2 separate regions of the Mus musculus genome follow, and region 2 is linked to region 1. A link is a contact called in public Hi-C data. All regions are on one chromosome and are shown on one strand. The core of a region is the stretch at or near the end of the contact, and the rest is flanking DNA. Distances in the headings are between cores, read along the strand shown. Region 1 has its middle 110 kb from the start of Gm51997. Region 2 has its middle 95 kb from the start of Gm24066.

Evidence for each region. A called contact is a pair of places that touch in the nucleus more often than the background predicts.
Region 2: a Hi-C map of cortical neurons shows a contact between it and region 1, with 2.3 times the contacts expected there. The contact joins two enhancer-like sites. A contact is called at or near these places in 3 of 484 Hi-C or Micro-C datasets (cerebral cortex and cortical neurons).

The regions. Positions count from the first base shown.
Region 1 is chr12:59,381,338-59,385,294 of GRCm38.p6, forward strand. No RefSeq gene overlaps it. Among named protein-coding and RNA genes, the nearest start is that of Gm51997, 110 kb to the right of the region's middle. Within about 2 kb of position 1,689, at least 4 of the 459 cell types and tissues checked have an H3K27ac peak or open chromatin away from gene starts, as enhancers often do. A contact at or near this core is called in cortical neurons, where this site is marked.
Region 2 is chr12:64,639,399-64,643,671 of GRCm38.p6, forward strand. No RefSeq gene overlaps it. Among named protein-coding and RNA genes, the nearest start is that of Gm24066, 95 kb to the right of the region's middle. Within about 2 kb of position 1,808, at least 4 of the 459 cell types and tissues checked have an H3K27ac peak or open chromatin away from gene starts, as enhancers often do. A contact at or near this core is called in cortical neurons, where this site is marked.

The sequences.
Region 1 (3,957 bases), core at 439-2,938:
TGTGGCTAGTGCTCTCCATGTCGGAAGAAGGTCGTTTGTCACACCTTAGAGTCTGAGCACCGGCCCTCTTTCTCCTGCAGCATAAGGAAAGCATCTTCTCCCCCAAAGCAACAAATGTGTCTGGGAAACTGATTCTTTCCTGTGATTTTTTTCCCCCTGGACTTTCTCTGTTGGCTTAGAGCTAGACATCTTGGCTCTACAGATTTCATCGTGTTATATGTTTCCTAATGTTCTTAATAGGGGCCGGGCACTTTGGAAACTGAACAAGATGGCAAAGAATTTCCACGTCTTTGCTGTGTTGTCTTCCTTCTCTCTGAGTGCTTCGTGTCTTTCTATCCTCTCGTACAGCTCTCCCTGTGACTTTGTCTGACTTCTCTGGGCGGTGTCCGAGTGTCAAGACCTTTCTCCTTTCTTTTGCAGCTAACAAAGGAAATTTACCTGATCAGCCTACACCCTTTCAAGGAGCTAGTGAGCATTAGTGGTGCAATGTCATATTCTTCTAGGATGAAAATTAGAATTGTAAAACAAGGGATTTATGTGACTATGTCATTAGCTAAGGTTATGACTCTGGCTGATAGGGTCTCACACATCATGAGATGGAATGCTAGAATGGACTGGGAAGTGATATGGTGGCTGTTGCCTGTCCTCCTTGTTTGTGAGGTTGCTACTGGTGCTACTGGTGGTACTGGAAGCAAGCTAAGATATTTTGGAACCAGTGTTGTAGATTTCTGTTCTTCCATGGAGAAGTATAAATGCTATTATGATACGGTGGCCTCATTGCACTTTTTGTGCATTTCCATGAGCTAAATGTCAAATCATTGTGTGTGTGTGTGCATGTGCGTGTCCATGTGTGCGCGCGCGCGCGCGTGTGTGTGTGTGTGTGTGTGTGTGTGTGTGTGAGAGAGAGAGAGAGAGAGAGAGAGAGAGAGAGAAAGAGAGAGAGAGAGAGATATTTTTGCTCAGGCCTGGAGTTGTAGTTCAGTGGTAGAACTCTTGTTGCACATACAAAGATCCCCAGATTCAATGTTTAGTAATGCAAACAAACAAACAAAGAAACAAACAAAAAACAAGCTAACAAAGAAATGTTCCTAGTATGAATAAAATCACCGAAGCAGCAAAACAGTGAATGTGATAATAGTGCATATGTAGCATTTTTTTCATGAAAATTATATTGTTATTTAACTAGATGGAAAACTTGATAGAATCAGAGTCACAACAAAAAGTTAGCAACAATGGAAATTTACATATACCGGCAGTAGTACTTGTTTTTACAATTACAGTGTCACTTTATTTTGTTTATTATGATTTAAACATGTTGTTGGATGTACATACTTTTAGCTTTTATATACATTTTAGGCCTTCCTATAGGCTTGTTAGTGGTCATTTTTAGTACGTAGGAAAAACAGAAAATAACATTTTAAAATGTAGTCTTTATTTTGGTGAAGTCTGATCAGATCATTTAAAGTATATAAAGTCTGGAACACTTGTCATGTATTAAAATAGTTTGATACAGATTATTCTCTTAGAGCAAAGCAACAGAGTACAGTGTCTGGCCAGCAAAGCAGTTCTCATACCATGGATGCCAATAATAATTAGATTAAAAATAAAAATTAAAGGGCGAGAGAAGGTGTAGAGTAACTACAGAATCAGACAGTAGGTGGCGCTGTTGCCTTTTCATTCTCATAACCTCATTTCTCAGGGAGTGGCTCCTTCCCAGTTACTGCTATTTTTTAAATCTTATTTGAGAACTCTACCAGGTTAAACAAGTTCATATATACTAAGATTTGGTTTTGAATCTTTTATTTACTAAGGATGTGACTATAAACCTTACATGTATACTTATGAAGAAGGTACTATGTCGGTTTTCTTATTAATTTTATATTCGGTAATTTTATAATGACGATCACCTGATTTTGAATGGATTCCATCGATAACTTGGAAGATAAGCTTGTCTTGATGCTTTTTTTGCACGAACAATCATTTCTCTTCTTTCTCACAGATTCTGATACGTGTAGTAGTGAATCTTGTTTGTGGTGACAATTTTGGAGATTTTCTTTCTTCCTTTTTTTTTTTTTTTTTAAACCACGTGAACGTGTGAACATGTTCACCAAGTTTCATGTAGAGAATACCTGGGCAATGTGTTTGTCAGGAGCCTTCAGAGTACTGTTTTTTCCCATCCCATTTCTCTCCTGCATAGGTTCTAAGTTTCTATTACAATACTTCTTTTTCAAGCTATTCTCTAGGATGCCCAACCCTCAGTTTCTCATTTCTTCTTGAATCACTTGCCAGATCGTATTGGCTCTATAATTACCATTTCTATCTCAGACTTTAAGTTGCAGGGCATATATTTGAAGCATACAACACACATGCATCTCTGGCTGAGGAAAAATTTGGGTGGTTTCTGGGTCAGGTTTGATTTCGCCATGAGAGACAGAACCTTCATTTTTTAAGTGGTAGAAACATAGCAAGAGCAGTCAGAGCACATAAAAACTTCCTTTTTCTAAGGGGAACCTTACTGTCCCCTTTATTCAGTGTACAGTTTTACTGTTGTACTGGGACATGCTGAGCCTGTGTTCTTCTTTTCAACTTGCAAAATAAGAAATTTGGACAATGTACCTTTCTCTGGAATCACCAGAGAAAATTTTGCTTATTAAACCTTAAAAAAAAGGACCTTATCATTCTACATAACCCATACTTTTGTAAAGATATGTCTTTGACTGTTTCTTAGAACTAAAACGCAGCTATGTCTTAAGCATTATTGGGAAGTTAAGATTTGTAGAATCATAGAAAAATTTAAAAATCACTATATGATGAAGTGCAATTAGCAAAGTTGATAAAATCTGGTACAATTCATGTACAATTCAAGGATTTTTAATGACATTAATTATAAATTTGACAATGTGTATATATTGTAACTACTAAAATAAATGTTAAAATAGTTTCTCTTTTAGAACTTGTCATTTGCAATCAGAGGCAAGTGATAAATATTAGGTTCTAACTTTGTAAATTTTGTTTTCAGTAGCAAATGTCTCCAAACTCTTTTATGTACCCCCTTTTCTTGCACTATACTGTGCATGTAGCAGGAATTCAGTAGTTATTTTGAGTCTTTATTAATTAACGTACGGGGCATCGAGAGGAAGGAGATGCCCCCAGTGCATTTTTCTGGGTCCTGAGTGAGTCAGTGGGCAACACCAACACCATGTTCAAATGCTCTCTAAAGAATGTATCTGCAATTGCTGGTATAAGCAACCTTCTGAATTGATGGAATAGAGAGGGAAGGAATGGCTAACCAGTGACTGGCCCATTTTGAGACCTATCCCATGGGCAGGTACCAATCTCTGGCACTACTACTGATGCTATGCTGTGCTTGCAGACAGGAACCTAGCATGGCTGTCCTCTGAGAGGCTCTACTAGCAGCTGACTGGGACAGATGCAGATGCTCACAGACAAACATGGAATGGAGGTTGGGAACCTCATGGAGGAGTTAGGGGAAAGATTGGAACACGGGTTCTCTGTGTTTGGCCATGTGCTGCATATCTTAGTAAGTATCCTAAAGAGAAATTTAGAAACAGGCTGTTATTAGTCTCTGTTAAAAATGATGGCGTTCAGAGACACATCATTGCTGTGGTCTGTTCCAGGTTATTATTTTTTCAGCTATTGACGAACCTTTAACATAGGCATAACTGGGCCTTAGTTAAAAATGTATACCTCATGAATGAATTTTTCTTATGAAGAAAGAAAATTGCCACCTATATTTTAGTGTGTATGTGAAGATTACAGTTGGTGCATTTACAGTAATCGCACATAGGTGTATATCTGTGGTGGTCAGTCTCCACCACATAGTAAGCTTGGATCTATTTGGAATCACCTAGGAGGCACACTTCTGGGCGTATCTGTGAAGACGTTTCTGGAGAAGTTTACCTGAGATGAGATCTGGTATAAATGTGAGCAGGGAGA
Region 2 (4,273 bases), core at 558-3,057, 5.3 Mb after region 1:
ATCCGAGCACTGACCAGATGCATTCATGTTTCTTGTGGTTTCCTCGTTTTGTTCATATAGTGCTGGGACATCATTTCTAAACTGTCTCATGATTTCTATTTTTAATAGCCAGTCAGACATTCCCTGGGTAAAATGTTTATGTTCATAGACTCCGACAGCTTCACTGTATTTTCAAAATTGAAAAAGAAAGAAGAGACAAACTTTGATCTGACTGACAATATGATGACAGGGATGGGAAGAGTGTTTTTAGGGCATGCTCTCAAAATCATAGAAGTGGAACAGCATCTCATTTGGAAAATCCCTTTACTCAAAATGGGATTTACACAGTTACATTCCAAACTACTTTGAAATTTTAACCTAGAGTGTTCAACTTTGATGGTGTCCATTGGCTACAGTTCATGCTGGATAAACTGTAGATTGCTACTTCAACATTTATGTATTTTGAGGTCAATAAATAAACATTCAATATCTGTAATCATTTTTAACATAACACAATTAGTGATCTAAAGAAAAACTTGTTGCTAAATAGAACATAAAAATGTTTCACTCAAAACCTTTGTGAAATTGAAACAATGTAGAAAAGGGATTTAAAAGGATTAAACTTCCTGGATTGGTCTTCCATTTAGCAATATTATGAATCATCAGATATTCTAATGCTTAGCACTAGGGTAAAATATCTAGCAACCTATATTCAATATTCTAAACTGCTAACTTAGAGTACTTCTACCTTTTTATTAAATACTGGTTTCTCATTAGGAGTTCAATGTCCCCTGGTCACATTATGCAGTAGGCCAGTAAGCTCCCTGAGTACCATTTATATAACAAGTTCCCTACACACCTCTCAAAGTGATGATGTCATGAGAGTCATGCCTAAGAGAAGGAATCATTTCATATGCTAGAAAACACAATAAGCAAACAATAGTAAGACAATCCCTGGGCCAGTTTACGGTTCAATTTTCCATTTACCCCTGAATGATCACCACCAAAGCAAAAGCACAATTCACGTTGCTATCTTTCTATACTGCTGACATTCTAATTACCATTTCACTTCTGTTTATTCACTTCTATCTCTTTATTGCTTACAAACTATGATAGTCTATATGTTATCTTCCACCATGTATTCCTTTACTCTTCTTATAGTTGCCATTAAAATAAATTCTAAACTAGTCTTTTAAATCCTGATTTTTAAGTAATCTGTACATGTGTGCATATGTCCATGCATGTGTCTAAGACATGAGTGCGAATTGAGTGAGTGTGTGCCACGTACATGTGTGGAGGTCAGAGAACGATGTAGTAACTTTGGTTAACTCCTTCCATCTTTGTACACATTCTGAGGATTCCTCTCTGGAGGCCAGGCTTACATAGCAAGCATCTGGACCAGCTGAGCCATCTTTCCTACCCAACACTGAATTTTTATCTCTGCCAATATGAATTTGTAAAACCTTCCTTATCTATTCATAGCATCACATACTTGATTTCCCCAGACGTTAAATCATTAATCTTGTCTGGTTGTATTTCAAGATCAAAGCTCCTACTTTAATAAATTTACATGACAACCAACAATAAATCCTCAGATGCCCACCCTCCTTTTGGATTACAACCTGAAGCTGAGACATACACTACTTCTGCATTTGAAAACAAAAGACATATTTAGGGGATTAGATTTACACAGAGACAGCAAGAAATCTTCTCTGCTTTTTCCTGAGCACATGTAATAAATTTATAGTTCTGCAGGTTAACAGAAAACATGGATGTCATTATACATCCTGCTTTGTTCCCTGTTTTTCTTCAAAATATCTAAGGCCTCAAATTTTTCAGTAAAAGAACATTGCTGCCACCAACTGAGCATACTCACCCAATGCAAGTAGGATTCTTATACATGAAAATTAATGCCCACAATGAAGATGAAGGGTGATATACATTCTGTTATACATGATCCCAAACACTAGCCTGAAATCCATTCCTAATCAGTAATGCCATGAGTGCATTCAAAGGAGAGATGAGAACTCCACATCCTAACATTATTAATGGAAGCCCTCCTGCCTTGCAGCCTTAAACCAATTTGTAGTAATAGAAAACTCCTCCTGTATTTATAAGGAAGAGGAGTTTGTTTTATTCATACAAAGGCCCTATGACAACAGGGTCATGCCACCAAATGCTGTGTTGACCTGGTCATTGAGGGGGGCTGATTGGCAGTCTTTGAATTGATTATGGTTATTTAGGTCAGAAGAGCAAACTCTTCTAATTTCATGCTCAGTGTTGAACTGTTGGAGGCGTGACTGGAGGAGGGGAGAAGGGAGGGGAGGGAAGGGAAGGGAAGGGCAGGAAGGGAGGGAGAAAATTCCACAGAGCTTGGCAGCACAACAGAATCACCTGGTAGAATACAAACTAGAAGACAGCACCTCAGAATGAATCAGAAGATTTGAGCAACAGGACTTTCTTTGGCAAGACTGCAGGAGTTAAAGATAATCTCCATAAATGTCCACAGACTCACTCAAGGAAAACCCTAAGGATCTTTGCATACTTTATGGGATTCTGAAAGTATTATTTGTAATCTCAATGCAAGGAAACATCGCATGCCCTGGCATGTTGAACTTTGCTATCCTGTGTGAGTCTCCTGAACTATTCACAATAGATGGGTTGATCAAACACTGTCTTGGCAATGAAGACTGCCCTTGAAGGCAGTAAGGAAAAAATATCCGTTCACTTTCACTCCACTCCTTTCCCATAGAGCCTGAAATTTTTGCCTTGAACCAAAAATATCTTCAGTAAGAGTCAGATATGACCTACTTTGTTAATTCCCATGGCTAATACTTTCCCCTTACAGCTCAAATGTGGAATGTTTTAAGTAAAATTAATATATATATGAAGGGTTTTTATCTGTCTGGTTTAGTATTTGTAGTACATGAAAAAAAATGTAATAGAGGATATAATGATATTTTCTGATAATTATACCTATTTTTATGTCACTCTTTGGAACGTTAACATTAGACGTCTTCTTATCAGTACAGTAAGAAGTCTCTGTGGGTAAAGATGCTGGCTACAAAGCCTAATGATCTGAGTGTAAACCCTCAGACCCACCTTGGTGAAAGAATTCAACTCCTACAAGTTGCCTGTGACTTCTACTCAAGACCCAAGGTACACTAGTTGTACACACACACACACACACACACACACACACACACACACACACACAGTTATAAATGAAGATCTTTTAAAAGTTGCCCACCATGACTGCTGGAGGTGTTAATGCTTCTTGAGACCCTGCCCAGCCCTAACATCCTTATCCTAACCATGCCCAGCCTTAGTCAAGACTTACAATGTTCCAAGTCTAACTCTGATTGATCTGCCTACCTGCATAGCAGAGAATTTTGTCCACCCTCTAGTGAGAGCTCAGGAATCTTTGAATTGAAGTGGACATGGATGTCTCCACTTGATTGAGATGAGTCTGGCAGTGGCAATAAAGTAATAATTGAAAAATAGTTTGGAGATACAATTTACTCTAGTTTTCATGACAGGTAGAAGAAACAAGGAAGTTAATGATAAAATTAATTAGAATTCATAAGCAAGAGTTGTGAAACTATATATAAGGCAAGACACTGCTCTAGAAAACTTTGAAGATAGGGGGGGGGGGGAAGTAGACAGCTATTTCCAAGGAATAAAGTTGTCAGATATAGACAGCCTTGGCAATCAGGACAGTATAGGAGCATGAGGAAGTCTGCTTGGGTACCCAAGTGGAAAAGCAAAACGTAAAAAGGAGTTCTAGGGTTTTAAGGACTCAGAGAATAGAAATGTGATTTGGGTTCCTGAAAGACTGCAGAGTATCAGTGGGAGATAAAGAACACCAATGGATGTGGGTTTCCTGACCAGAGGACAGAGCCAAAGGAAGAAGCCAAAATTTAAAGAATAAAAATGATAATTAAGACTAGCTTAGGAAAACAAAATATTTCCATAATTAAGGGACATTTTAAAGGGAATCGAGGTTCTGAAATAGCAGATATAACTTCTATTGAGTCTCTATGGGGCTTCAGACTCCAGTGAAAGAAATTAATGGATTCCACAGCCAGGTTGTTTCTTCATCTCCACCCTACAAGGCCAGAACTTACATATCTTGAAAGTGTGATAGTCTGCCTTCTCCTCAGTTTGGACTATCCTTAGTATCACAAACTGGAAGTTTCCATAAAGCCAGTTAGTTTGGTATGGTGGAAAGAAAGGTATAATTTTGACTATTTATTGTCATACTTGATAAAGCATACTAAGCCCAAATCATATC